Linked DNA regions of Drosophila melanogaster: region 1 is linked to region 2. The links are chromatin contacts, called in public Hi-C maps. All regions are on one chromosome and are shown on one strand. The core of a region is the stretch at or near the end of the contact, and the rest is flanking DNA. Distances in the headings are between cores, read along the strand shown. Region 1 holds the start of spg (sponge). Region 2 holds the start of T48 (Transcript 48).

Region 1 (7,068 bases), core at 4,502-7,001, 2.0 Mb after region 2:
AGGTCAGATTGGTCAGGGCCATCAAAGCGTATCTTCGCAGAGAATTGCAGCACTGATCCTCCGGTTTGGGTCCATGAACGGCGTGATCCAAATGAACCAGATTGGGGATCGCGTGCAATGCCCCCAGCTCGCACATAGCGTGTCGGTGCTCCTCATCGAAGCTCACCTTCATCAGTGAAGAGATGGCGGCCAGCGGATGACGGTCGGAGTCATCTGCAATAGCCTCTCCGCCACTCTGGAGCAGCGTCTTCAGGAAGGAGCAGTAGTCAACGATCTGGTCAAGCAGTCGGAGCACCTTGGCTTCCCTTCTGCCAGCCTTCTCGTCCGGATGGCTGTGCACCACATTGTGCAGCGCCTGTCCAGCACACTTCCTCACCTCCTGGTCGTTGTCCGGTGCATGCATCATCTGCACCAGAAGCGGCATGCAACCAGAGCGTCTAAGAGTTGCACAACTTTGAGCATTTCCGGACAGCTCCAGGAACTTTTTGGCCATTTCGAGAGGATCATTTGAGCCCAACATGGAGAGCAGTGAGTAAACACACTCCACCTTGGATCCCAAGGTGGCTTCCACTGCCGAGGAGGTGTATCGCTCATCGAAGCTGGTCGTCCAGGCAGCTCCCTTGGGCAGCCTTGGAGCAGGGGCAGGTGCATCTCCGTCCAGAAATCGGGAGAGCGTGTAAGATGGTTCCTTGCTGCGCGATGGACGACCTGCGCTGGCTGGAGAGCCGCCTCCATTCCTCGGAGGCAATTCATCCAGCTGCTGCTGCTGCGCCGACTGTCGCTCGAAGTTCCTGTCCAGGCTGCGATGTTCTCTCATCTCCCGCAGCTCCTGGGCCAACATGTAGTCCGGCGGAATGGGGTTCTCGTCCAGAAAATGCTTGGCTGCTGGTTTTTTACCAACGGCTCCGGATCCCAGTCCGACTGCGCTCTGGGTGAAGTGCAGCGTGTTGTCGTCCTGGGTGAACTCCTTCTTGGTATAGCCACTGGCGGCCAGTTCGTAGTCGCTCACTTCGCCATCCCGCTCGTACTTCTTGTCCATCTTTAGCTGCTCCCCGGAACTGGCCCCAAAGCCTTCTTCATAGTCTGGCGGGGGCACTGCGTCGTAGTCGAGGAAGTGCGGCTTACGCTCTGGCACCGAGTCCACATCCACGTCCTCCAGACTGAGCTCGGCGATGCCCTCCTCCAGATCGGGCGTCAGCGTTGGCTCCAACATGGCCTGGCGGGAATCGGGGACTAGGGATTCGGGGTCTCAGTGGTGCAAGTCAATGCTCCATGGCCTGCAAGGAAAGCAGATAGGAAAACACAGTGAGCGAAGGCACAATTGAGACTCTAGATTGCTATAAATTTAGTGCCGGACCAGGGCGTGGGCTAATTATAGACGCACCACCACCACCACCACTCTGCCCGCCAATCTCTGTAGTAATCCGATGGGCAAAACTCAAACAGAGACGAGTCAGCTAGTTGCATGGATGCATATAAGACATATTAGATGTGGGCAGCGCTAAGAAAGGCAACAGTATTAAGTTTAAAAGGTGATTCGATGGAAAATATAGCAAAAATGTAAAAAGGCATAGGCGTGTGTCTCGAAAAAGATGATATTGAATGTATATATTTCTTTTTTCTTAACACTCATTCGAAGCTCAACTTAATTATAGTTTATTTAACTGAGGAAAGTTAAAACAGCAAGTTAAGCATGGGAAAATATTGGCAGTCGTCAGTTTAGTGCCTACACTTAACTCATCATGAGCATATGACTCGCTTTATGATCGATGGAAACTATGTATGTCAGCTTTATGATATGAAAATCCAGCCAAGATAAATGCTATCTTAAGCGGTGAAGTCATTGCGCCAAATTTTAAGGAAATGATCCAAAGCCTCAAGTTTCTTGTAGTTCTTGTTGTTTTATTTTAGAACACCACATAAAATATAAAAGCGAAATATATAAATTCATCTTAATGGGAAACCAATTTAATAGCTTTTCACTTTTTAATTGGCCGACCCCTATCTATCTATAAGGTTGCTCGGTAGGATCGACTTTCTAAGCAGATGCTTGGATGCTGTTGTATCCCAGAAGAATTCGCCTATTGTGGCAGGTTCTGTGCATTGCCTGCTCTATCGCTCTGTAACTTAATCATCGGCCAACATTCAGGTGGCGGCAGCCACAATAGCAAATGAGCAGCTAAGTCATTATCATGATTAGCTGGCGCTGCATCTTTTTAGAAAGTTAGCGGCACACGGCGTCGTCTTTGCGGAATTTCCAGTGCATGAAGAAAGATACAGATGCGTTTTCAGCAGATATATTATATTGCCTCGGCTCTCATTGTTGTTGCTACACACACTCCATAAGCACAAGACATATTTCTCATTTGAGCTACCGTTGAATTATGTGCAAATGCAATTTGGTGCTGCACTTCTTTTTTTTCAGCTGTTATTGTAGCGTAAAATTGAGCGTGGACGGACAGAAGTGCATAAATATGTATGTACACAGAGAGAAAATAACGTAACTAACGTAAGGTCACTATTAAGTTATTTACACAACTTTAATCAAGGGTCAAATAAATCCTTGGGGTTCTTAAATCAATCTACAAAGTGTCTTAAAGTATGGCACAATTTATTTACTGCATAATTTTAGATATCGAATGAAAAGGAATATAACAAATGATTTGATACCTTGTATTTTCAAGCATTTTTTCACTGTGTACCCAATCCAATTCAAGACTTCAAGTGGATTGAGTTTGGGATTGGGAATGACCCGGGTCGTGTACCAGTTCTGGCTCCGCACAAGTCGACTTGTTCAAGCTCCAATTGGCAAATTAATCAAATTTTAATTGCGACCAGCGTAAAGAGCGAAAACAGCCGGCGAACGAAAAGTGGTAACCGCAATTTGAGTGGCTGTGAAATGCAAATCGCTTGTGTAACAGCGGAAATGCATCCATCCATCCAAGCCACTCGATTGGAATGCCGCACTGGACACAGTGGCCATCGTTCATCATTGCCGATCGATTGTTTGCCTAGGCCTCAAATATATAAAATATGTGATCAGCCGGCACTATCACCGCCTTGATAAGGCACACAGTTCGGCTCCACCGATTAACATTTAGCAAGAGTCACGATATCAGTGCTCTCGAGGCCAAGAATTCGAAAGACGAACAGAGCAGAGTAGAGCGATTCGATGAATCAACGATCCGCGAATTAGACAAACACAAGTATCTAGATACGACATAGATACTTTTAGTACCCCAAAGAATGCGAGAATATGCGTCACTTGTCTAGCCAAGAGCCGTGTACCCGGTCCCCCAGAGACGACTCCTCGTGTCATTAACCGGCCAGCGAGTCGCACAAGGGAATCAGCCCTGCACAATGGACACAATTCGACTCCAAGCGTTTCGAGTCAACTGTATTGGGAAACTAAATTGGTTCGCATAGTTAGCGAAAACAGAAACAACCCCACGCTTTGAAATAAAATACAAGTGCCATAGTTTAGCGGATAGAAAGTGAATCAGACTGACAAACTTTTAGTCACCCAGTTTCTATTTCTTTCAGAGATAACGAGATTTCAAAAACAAATGTGACTTATTGCTTGAATAACACTTGCTTAGTAAGACTTACTAAGCACTTACTTAAACTGATAGGTGTAAAAGAATAAATAAAAGTGTTTATTTGATAATTGTATATCCAAATATTTGCATAATTAAATGAATTATGAGAATGAACAATTCCATTTTTGGTAATATGCATATAAATTAAGCATTTGTGTAGCATGGGTGGATCAGATTTGGATTTTGAAAGATAAAGCTTCATCACCTTATAGAGGGTAAGGTCTTAAAAGTTATTTTAAACCGACATATGAATACCTAATTTGGAAAGTGTAATTTGTTGTGATAAAATGAATACTAGGTTGAAATATTTGAAAGAGGGAAATATTTTTTTTGGCAGATTGATGATCTGAAGGGTGGTTTTCGTCACACCCTCCCCTAAAAATGGTACAATTACAATTACAATTAGAAGGGAATAGCAAAAATAAAAAATATTTCTCCAATAAGTGAATTCCCATTAAGCTAATAACCAATTTTGCCACCACATCGCCCCATCCCACCCACTGTGCGGTTTTTTGGCTTGGCACACATTTTGCATACGAAATATTCGCGGCAGAATTATCAAAGAAAAAAGAATGGAAGATTTGCGGGGGAAGGAAAAGCGGTAAAGATGATGACACCGCGAGCCATCAAACCACAGGGAAATGTACGCAAAAACATTAAATAATGAAACTACATACTAACTACTGTACATATGTACATATGTATGTACTTATGATTTCTGTGTGTGCATTTATGAGCTGGTTTAATGAACGCCACTTTTGTTTTGCTGCCCGGTTGTTTTGTGTCTTTGCCGCCGCGAGATGATGATTATGTAAATTGTAGAAAAGTAAAAGGGAAACTAAATACGAGCGCATGCAGTGTGGAATTGTGTTTTCCTTTTCTCCCATGTTTGTGGGCATGTAAGACAATCGAGCGTGCCGATATTAACGTATTTTCCTTAATGCGGTGATTAATTATGCTGAGGTGAAGTTGAATGGAAGTGCTCGAAAATAGTTATCAATTAGGCGTGCCACAATCACTTGCAGCTGTTGGAAAACTAAAACGAAAACAACAACAACGAAACAAACGAAACACACTGCGTTTTCCAACTGATAAAGGAGCACTCACACACATAGACACACACATGCACGCACTTTGCACACCCACACTAGGGCGCAGTCGCGTTCTGATTGGGACCTTTATTGATTTTTCCTGTAAAAGGAATCGGCAGGAGAACAGGAAACTACTAAAGAGTATCTCATGCTCCAAGTTGAGCTAAACACATTTGTATTCGCCAGCTGTATATGGTGCGCATTTATTGAGTAAACATTCTGCGTTTTATTGTCAGGCCCAAAAAGAACAATTCCAATTGGAAGAGTCAGCGACTATACTCCCACACACACACGAACCCAGAGATTCTCCGATTGGCGTACCTTGACTAAAAACACAATTTCTCGGCAGCTTCCTCGCCCACCAGATGACACATTTCCCGCTTTATCACTTGTTTGCCCACAGATATTGCCACTATTTGGATTCTTGGCTTGTTTCGCGACAAAACAAATACGCAGCGCGGCCGAAATTCCGAGTCCGCTTATCAACAAAAATTGCGACCAACCGCGGCGAGCAGTGTGACTGTTATATCGAGAATTCGAAAAACCAACAAGAAATAGCTGCTAGGGATGGGAGAATGTAGCGATATCTTGGGATCATATATATCGCTTGAATATTTACTTCGTTCGTAATATATTTATACTGCAATTTATTTTCTAACCTTAAAGATTTAGTGCTTATATTTTATTCATTATATATCTCGGTTAAGTAATACGTACACCGTTAATTTAAAAGAAAAAATTTAAAAAAAAATGGGATAGAGTTAATGGGGCCGAGTCAGACCAACGCTATGGACTGCATATTAAAACGGATTTGGTATTGTTTTGTTTGTTAAATTATTGAATACATTGAATGAATGTGCCTCCAAAACTGTAACTGCGAATTGGTTCGGGTCTTAGCTAGACCATAAATACCGGTGTGACCGTCACCGCTAAAATGAAAATTCCCTCAAAAATGCAATAGTAAATAATCCATCGCTTAGCAACTGGCCACACTGCAACGTATATAAGCCGACGAATCCCGAATTTTGTTGTTGTTCTTCAAACAGCTGAGCGGCGGACGGATATTTGTTGTTGCTGCGCCCGGGAAGCTGCGCAGCGGAGAACGCGAAAAATAATAAAACGCAAAAAATAGCGAAAATTAAACGCGTTGCAAGTGCAGCAGAAAACAACGGTAATAATTCGCGAAGCCAAGGGACAAGCAATTTAAATTGCGCACAGTGTAGAAATCCAATTGGAAGTTCGGCTGGGAGTCCCAAATTCGTATTGATTTTCTTGTTTGTGTGTGCGCGGGTCCGTGAAAAAGGCAACAAAAGCAAAGCCACCACTTCCAGACTTCCCAATCAGCCACTTCCTTTTCTTCCACCTAGCGGTAATCATTGCCAATTGGAACCGCGATCGTTGCCTTCCAGCGACAACAACAATGTAGCAAGTGTATTTTCTGCTTGTAGTTGTAGTTATTAAACAAGATAAAGTGCGAGAAAGAGAAGGAGATAGACAACAACAAAAGCGAAAGTTTTATTGAGTGCGTAGATGTGTACGAGTGTGTATGTGTGCTATTGCGAAAAATTGTTGATAAATATTGGCCGTTATAAATGCGAATTCAAATGCAGATATTTGCCGATGAAAAGGGTGTTTCCTCAAAAAACCGTTGATTAATTATAAATGCAAGGAGTGGCCGGCTAAGTTGGATTTTTTCGGCTTAACTTGCAGCGAAGCAGCAGCGACAAAATGTGGATACCTTCGAACAACAAATACGGAGTTGGTGAGTAAATAATAAGAGTAGGCGGTGTGCCACCCACTTTTCCAAGCTACCCACCACCCCCCGCTGGGCGTCACGTGCGCGGCCTTTGTTTTTATTGCTGCCTTTTGCGGCGATTCACGCGTTTTTCCGCGAAACGCCGGATACCATGCCAACCACCCCCGCACGTTACCGAGCGGGGAGGAAAAGCGACTTTTCTACTTATTTTTGTACACAAACTGTTTGTAGCATCATCATCCCCCAGTTCACCGCACCGCCCCCCCCCCCTTTCCATGCAGCGTGTAGTGTATCTCAAAGAGATTTCCCTGTTTGTTGTTGCTGCCGCTGCGCTGCGATTTGATGTGTTTATACACACAGTTTTCCGCGCGCTCAGTTTTCCCGCACAGCGCTCGGCTGTCGCGTTGCCAATTTCCCCCCAGCCCAGGTGTTGCCAATTTAAATGCTTTCGTAATTACGAACACCTAAAAAAATGTTTATTTCGCAGACAAAATATATATTTGTCCAAGTTCATATGGTTGATTTTGATTTGAAACGTTTCTCTGATTCTGATCTGAAAATAACTACATCTTAATTATATTTCCTAGTATGCTAATATAAAACCTACTCGGTAGATAGAATA
Region 2 (6,576 bases), core at 1,135-3,634:
ATTTTTTTCCAACTGATTTTACATAATCCTGGCCAGCGCACTCGGTGCGAAGATGTGGGGGATATTCAATATTGCAGCACTGACGATTAATCAGTTTTTTTTTGCGTATCCGACTTTTTTTTTTTGCAGTTCCTGCGGAACCAAGTTCATCTGGGCTGCACCTGCGCAGGCGTGTGAAATGCTCATCACTTCCTCTGGGCCTTTTCAATCGTAACTTTCGAACTCTTTCGGGGATCGGGCGGAAATGTTGGCTCCCCTGGGCTTCAGCTGTCCGCGATGCTTGCTCCTGCGACGTGGCGCCGAGCGTTGGGCCTCACTGGCCCGCCAATTGTCGGGCAGCAGCTCCCAGGATGATGCCAGCAGCAAGGATGCGGCCGCCCAGGAGGCAGCAAGTGGCTGTCCGCCCAATAGCACAACGACGGGCACTGACACTCCCAAAGCCAAAGATAAAACCACCAAGGGAAGGAAGCGGCTCAGAAACATAGAGGTAATGTTGTAAGCTAGTTGTTATCATTGCTATTATAGGTTAAATATCAGTTGGTAAGATTGTAGTTCATTAGAAAGAAAGGATCATCGATCTAGTATTGTAACACAAAACTTAGTGTAGTTCTATGAACTTCTAAAACTATTGAGCAGTATTATCGAAGGATCCAATTGTTATCACAATACTGAAATAACTTTCTATCCTAAGAGGAAAGTGGCTCAAGAGATTGCATATTATATAATCGTTTGCAGATACCTCCCGAGCCCACCACCTGCTGCATGTCGGGCTGCGCCAACTGCGTTTGGCTGGACTACGCACAGACGCTGGCCAAGCTGCTGGGCGACAACGATGAGGAGGCGCGAGAGATTGTGCTGAGCAAGATCACCGACCCGAACCTGAAGATGTTCCTCAGCCTGGAGCTGCGCCAGATGGCTAAGCAGCGGGAGGAGAAGGCGGCGGCGGAGAAAGCAGCGAAGCAGGGAAAGCCAAAGAAATCCTCGCCCCCGCCGTAGTACAAATCCCCGCTCACCTAAATATCTAGTTAGGACCAAATTCGTAGTAGCTCAAATTTACTCTTGTACTTAGTGTGTAAGAACTAAGAAACCTCAAAATAAACATGTAAGAGTTAAGGTTCTGAAGAAGTTATTTTCGTAGTTCTAAAGATTCTGCATAGCTTTGCAAATATTCTACACATTGTTAGAAACCATTCTTTTTTAAATGTAAGTACTCACGAAATGCGGAAAAGCCGGCGCTGAAGTGCGGGTCACTTGGGAAGCCGGCTGGGAATGCGTGTGGCAGGACAGGATTCGCAGCTCCACCGGCGGCAATTGCTGGCGGCGGGCTCACGTAGCTGAGTTTCTGGTGCACCAGCTGCGGCGGATGATGGTGATGATGATGATGCTGCTGGTGCTGCTGGCTAGGATGCTGCGGATAGTCCTTGGCGTGACCATAGAAATCGTAGGCGGGATATGCGGCTAGCGAGGTGCGTTCATCGCTGATGGAAATGTCTGGCGAGGAGACGCTTCCTCCATCGCTGTGATAGGGCGTGTCACAGGGCGGCGGCTTGTGGGCGTGTGTTCCGACGTCGATTTCCCCATTTTCCGAGGAGCGCGTTTCCAAATGCCCGTACAGACGTTCGAAAAACTGTCGCGGCGACGAGGGACGTTGCGGCACGGATAGAATCGTAGTGTTCGCTATGGGATCTAAGCTGTCACTCCTTTTGATGCCCGGCGAGCCGTCGGGTGAGCCAATCTCAACTTTGTGACGTTGCATTTCGTTTGAGGATGTGCCGCGTTAGCTGTCCAAACTAATCACTTGGGTAATCGGCGAGCGACTGAAGTGCCACAAATAATTCTACTTCCGCTGGTCAAGCGACGCTTATCCTGACGTCGACGTCGGCAGAGGAACTGGGTGAAAAAAAAAAACAAAGCAAATTACGCGGCACATCAGAAAATTAACAGCAGCAGCGGGGGCGCCTAAAATGCTGCTTACTAATAATAATAATAAAAAAAAAGGACCCCCTTCCCACTAAACACCTGAAGTGTGGCCTGAAACCCGGTTTGATTGGCTGAAGTGCCGTGCAATTAACCCCTAATTTTACTTCCGGCCAAAGTTTCACTTAAGGGTGGCAAGCAGTGTGCCTAAATAAGCTCCGCCCACTCTTAAGCAAGCAGTACTCACGTCTTCATACAAGCAGTGTGTGCGTACAGTCCCTGGTTTAGCCAAGTTTCTTACCTCGCCAGTGCTTTGCGAGGACAACAACCTTAAGAGCGAGATCCCTAGAGGTGGGCAATCAGCATTTGCTTCTTCAATGTATTTCATGCATTTTTCAAACTACCATAAACGGTCCGTCTAAATGGCAAAAAGTCTATATAAGCAACCGAATCGCGCCACTATCTGTAATTTTACATAGCGCGCGCGAGGGATCGAATCAAATCGAATCGAGTCGAGTCGAGTTCGTGGATTATATCAGCATGGATAATGTGTTCCCAAAACTTCGGTGCGTAAACGTGTGCTGTTTTGGGAAAGAAGTATCGATGAAGTGATAGTGATCGAAAGAACGAAAACAAAAACAAACGATTACGGTTATGTTGCCAATCCGTCTGCGCTGCGCAACCGATTTGCACGTACCGTTAGTTCGCGCAGCTGTCGCAGCCACCGAAAGTGCCAATAAAGAATAATAACAATAAACAAAGACCAACAAGTGGTGACGAAAATAAGAAAAAAAAAGGTACATCCCTTCGATTTTGGCCAATTTCGATTTTGTTTATCGAATTCCCATATCCCCTCAAACACCACAAAATGGGAGCAGTGCAAAACAAATAAAACCAGAAAAATTGCAGCGACTTTTGTTTGTTGTTTTCTGTCCGGATATTAATTGAATGGCTTTTATTTGGCCCCGGCGTGCATTTGTGTTTGTTTCTCTGACGGCTCTGAGCTGCGTTTGAGCAATGCAAAAATATTTTGTTAAAACTCGTTTCGTTTCGTTTAGAGCTTATTTGGCTTAAGCCCGCGAGTGTGTGTTTTTCAGTCGCCGACTTTTTTCCATCCATCAATTTCGGTTTTTTGTTACACTGACATATGCAAATTTTTTGAACATTTTTCGTGCGTTTTATTTTTTTGAGCTCAATTTATAAATACCTTCTGGTTGCACAGAAAAATGAAATTCAGACATGAACCTCGACTTAAAAAGTAATCAAACTGGATTGGAATCAATTGCAAAACAATCATATTTAATGAATTACAAACAGTAACCTTAAATTTATACATCAATACATCACATCATTGTGCTGAAAGACCTTAAAATAAATTTGCAAATATTTAAGCATAGTGTTTTGAGTCTTTAGAATGTTTGTATATTTTTTGTCGTGTGTAGAGCCTCTTCGGCATTTCCTCCTCCAGGCGATGTTTAATAAAGCGAAACCCACATGTTGTTCATTCTGTTTTCCATCCAAAAACAAACGAAAAAAAACAATAACATCAGCCTTTTCATTTCCATTGACATTTATGAGCGGCGCTAAGGGTGCACGCTGCCTCTCGCTCGCACGCAGAACTTCCTGCCTCTGGCCATCCCGCTTGCACATGCAGAGGCGTGGGCGGAGGCATTCGCGAGGGGCTTATTGTGGGATTTCTTTTGATTCCCTAATTCCCACCGCGGGATTTCTCGTGGGCTCGTTTTCATTATCCTGCGCATGCGCAGCATATTACGGGAAAATTGTTATGGAAATGAACGCGGACTTTTATGTTTGATTGATAGAAATGTCGCGTACTTACCAATTAACAGCGCAACAACAACGACTAACAGCTGTTGGCAATGTGTGTTGTCCGGTTACCGTTAGAAATTCGAGTGTAGAATAGTAATGCAAGTGGTAGCAAACAAAATAGTGACGAATGCACATGGGTATTAGAATGCTTTGAGACAGGAAATGTTTGGAACCCAAATAGTTTAAGATCGATATATTATATGTGTTTAGAAACATTCTACGATTTGTATACCTTTACATTTCTTAAGATGTTGTGTTTATTTTTATTTTACTGCGATAAGAATGTTAAACTTGTAGTATTCCTTATATTCCGATATGCATTTCTCTTGAACTTGATAAAAAAAAAACCCGCTTGGAAATCGGAATCGCTTGCTCCCTTGGGAAAGCTAAAAATACTTGCAAACCCATTCCAAATCTGTTTTATAGCCTTTCCCTACTGCCACTCCAAAGTGATAAAGATTGGCACACATATGCGAACTTCTGAATCGCACCGTACTAATCGCACTGTTTATGCTCCCTTATCTTTGCAGTGCCAAAAACGTCTGACACACTTTAGTGACTTGGACGGACGATCGTTTCACTAATTGCCGACACACATCATTTGCCTAATTGGCGGTGGAAAAGAGTAACAAGTGCGAGACGAGAGCAAACGTCGAGCGCAAATTGAATTTACGGTGCCCCATCAAAGTCAAGTCGGCCGACTCCAACTAATTTAATGATCAAAAGTAACACATTTTTTTCGCATTCGGCGGCAGCCGCTGAGCGGTGTTAATTGAAAGTGTCACGCTTCGTCACAATAATAAATATAATTCCCATCGACTACTGGCTTTCGTCTATGTGAAGTGAGTGCCCGAGTGAAATGCGGTCGGTGGAAGTGGCCCAAAGCGGCCCATCTGCCATCTTCTGGCTCGTCCAAGTGCTAATCGTGGGGGCGGCACAGGCTGCCACGCCCTTCGCGAAAGAGTACCGCAACGCGGGACTCTACAATGGCAACACACTCGTCGATCTGGACGGTTCCACCACCCTGGACATGGGCCAGGAGAAGCCCACCAGCAGCAGCAGCGGTCTCAGTGGAGGCTTCAAGTCGGAGTCGTCGGTGGTGCTGCCCGGCATGCTGCAAAATTCAGGTGGGTTTTAAATTATACTTAAGATATATATTTATATTTCAAATATATTAAGATTTTGTTCATTATTTAGTTATTTTAGTTGCATAGCATTTGATTTCATGGGTGCTTTCTACTTAGTTTCTCTGTTTCCATCTGCCCTGCTAATGGACTAAGTGTAGTCATCATCTCAGTTCTTCCCAGAATTATACGAACACAAACTCATTCATGCTTGCCTTATCAGACCCAAAAAGAGCCCCAAATAAAGCGTGTGTGCTCCAACGCGGAAAGAAGGAAGTGTTCACTTGGCCGCCGCTTCAGGTATACAAGCATTCATATACATATGTGCCGGCGCTTATCTAACCTTATCGCACAACTCTTCCTGGGACCCTTTTGTGTCCACCGATCGTGTCTTCGGTTTGTTTGCGACCTGCGCCTTGGCGGCATCATATTTCCGAAATGGGGAGGAGGGCACACAAGAGTGGGGAACAGATTACTCGAACAAGTGTATCTGCTGTCTGCCGCTTGTCTCTGCCTTTTGCATTGTGTCTGTCCCGGTTTGAGATGGTCCTCCCCAGGTTTTTTTCCCTGGTAATTCAATCTCAGCTGCACTCGAGAGAGAAAGAGAGCTAGATGAGTGCTGCCCAGCTGGCAACCAGGATGTCAACCACAGCTCCAGGTTCCATATACCCATCCATGTACCCATACCAATTGCAATCCCAATCCAATCCCATTCCCATTCCCGTTCCCATTCCCGTTCCCGTTTCGGGCACGCTCGGCACATCCGCCAAGCAATTTTCCTGCCTCATTATAACGAGATTAAAGCGTAATCACGGGGAGAAACTGAAGAAGACGTGTGCTGGACTGGTAGAGACCCAGTTGGGGTTTCTTTATAGTTTTAATTTCCATTGCTCATTTTTGGGTTCTTCGATCTTTGCCAAAGTGCGAACTTCCTGTCCCTGTCCAGTGAAAGGGATCTTCGGTCTCGAGTGTTTACCTTTCCATACTGTGTCGCCTGTCTTTTTGGCCAACCGAATTCTGTTTCTTCACTCCCCTTTTCCGCGTTCGGTATTTCGACTGATTTAAATGTCATTTAAGCCGCTTAACTTGGCCCGCTGTTAGCTGCTACGTTTCTGATTTTTAAGTTTTTACGACGGCATTTTTAAGTTTAATGGTAGTCCCATTTTATGAGCGTGAAAATGAAAGTACTTTCGTCAAGTTACACTCACTGTCTCCGTCTCCGTCTCCTTTCTCCAAACCCTATCTCCCTGCGTCGGCCTTTTCTTTTGGAGTTTTGTGGCCCTCGACTCGACTTATGACTCGACAGCAATTTAGGTGCTTGGGTGAACTTAAGGCCGTAGTATATTTGTGGCTTTCTTAAATGTGTCATAATTAAAGGCACCACTTTTTCGTGGGCCGATATGCTGGTTGGGATTTTCCATAACCCTTGGCCAGATTTAGATCAGATTTGGATATGGTCGAGATCTGTGGGTGGCCACAATGCCCGGAGTAATATCGAATTTCCCTAGCTGAAAACCCATTAAATCTTCACAGTCCATTTCCCTTATAATACGCTATTTTCAGGCATTTCCTGAATTCCTCGAGAACTGAATGGGAGCCTAAAGACCGTTAAAATAGTTGCACGCCTTTGTGAATACATTTTAATGCATCATTAATGCCGTGTTCTTATTTCCCTCGACCACTCCATTCATCGCAATTCCTGGAC

What was found. A called contact is a pair of places that touch in the nucleus more often than the background predicts.
Region 1: a contact with region 2 is called in a Hi-C map of the Kc167 cell line, with 3 times the contacts expected there.

The regions. Positions count from the first base shown.
Region 1 is chr3R:28,839,549-28,846,616 of dm6, forward strand. spg (sponge) reads left to right here and starts at 5,752. Exons shown (of 13, transcript NM_170379.5): 1 at 5,752-5,861; 2 at 6,401-6,452. The coding sequence starts at 6,419. It overlaps Apc (APC-like), which reads right to left and starts at 5,200. Exons shown (of 4, transcript NM_057804.3): 1 at 5,012-5,200; 2 at 1-1,277. The coding sequence starts at 1,213.
Region 2 is chr3R:26,879,350-26,885,925 of dm6, forward strand. It overlaps T48 (Transcript 48), which reads left to right and starts at 2,385. Exons shown (of 3, transcript NM_001276070.1): 1 at 2,385-2,714; 2 at 4,278-4,874. The coding sequence starts at 4,607. It overlaps ro (rough), which reads right to left and starts at 1,822. Exons shown (of 3, transcript NM_170294.1): 1 at 1,216-1,822. The coding sequence starts at 1,756. CG5500 reads left to right here. Exons shown (of 3, transcript NM_143254.3): 2 at 130-487; 3 at 736-1,110. The coding sequence starts at 245. The coding sequence ends at 996.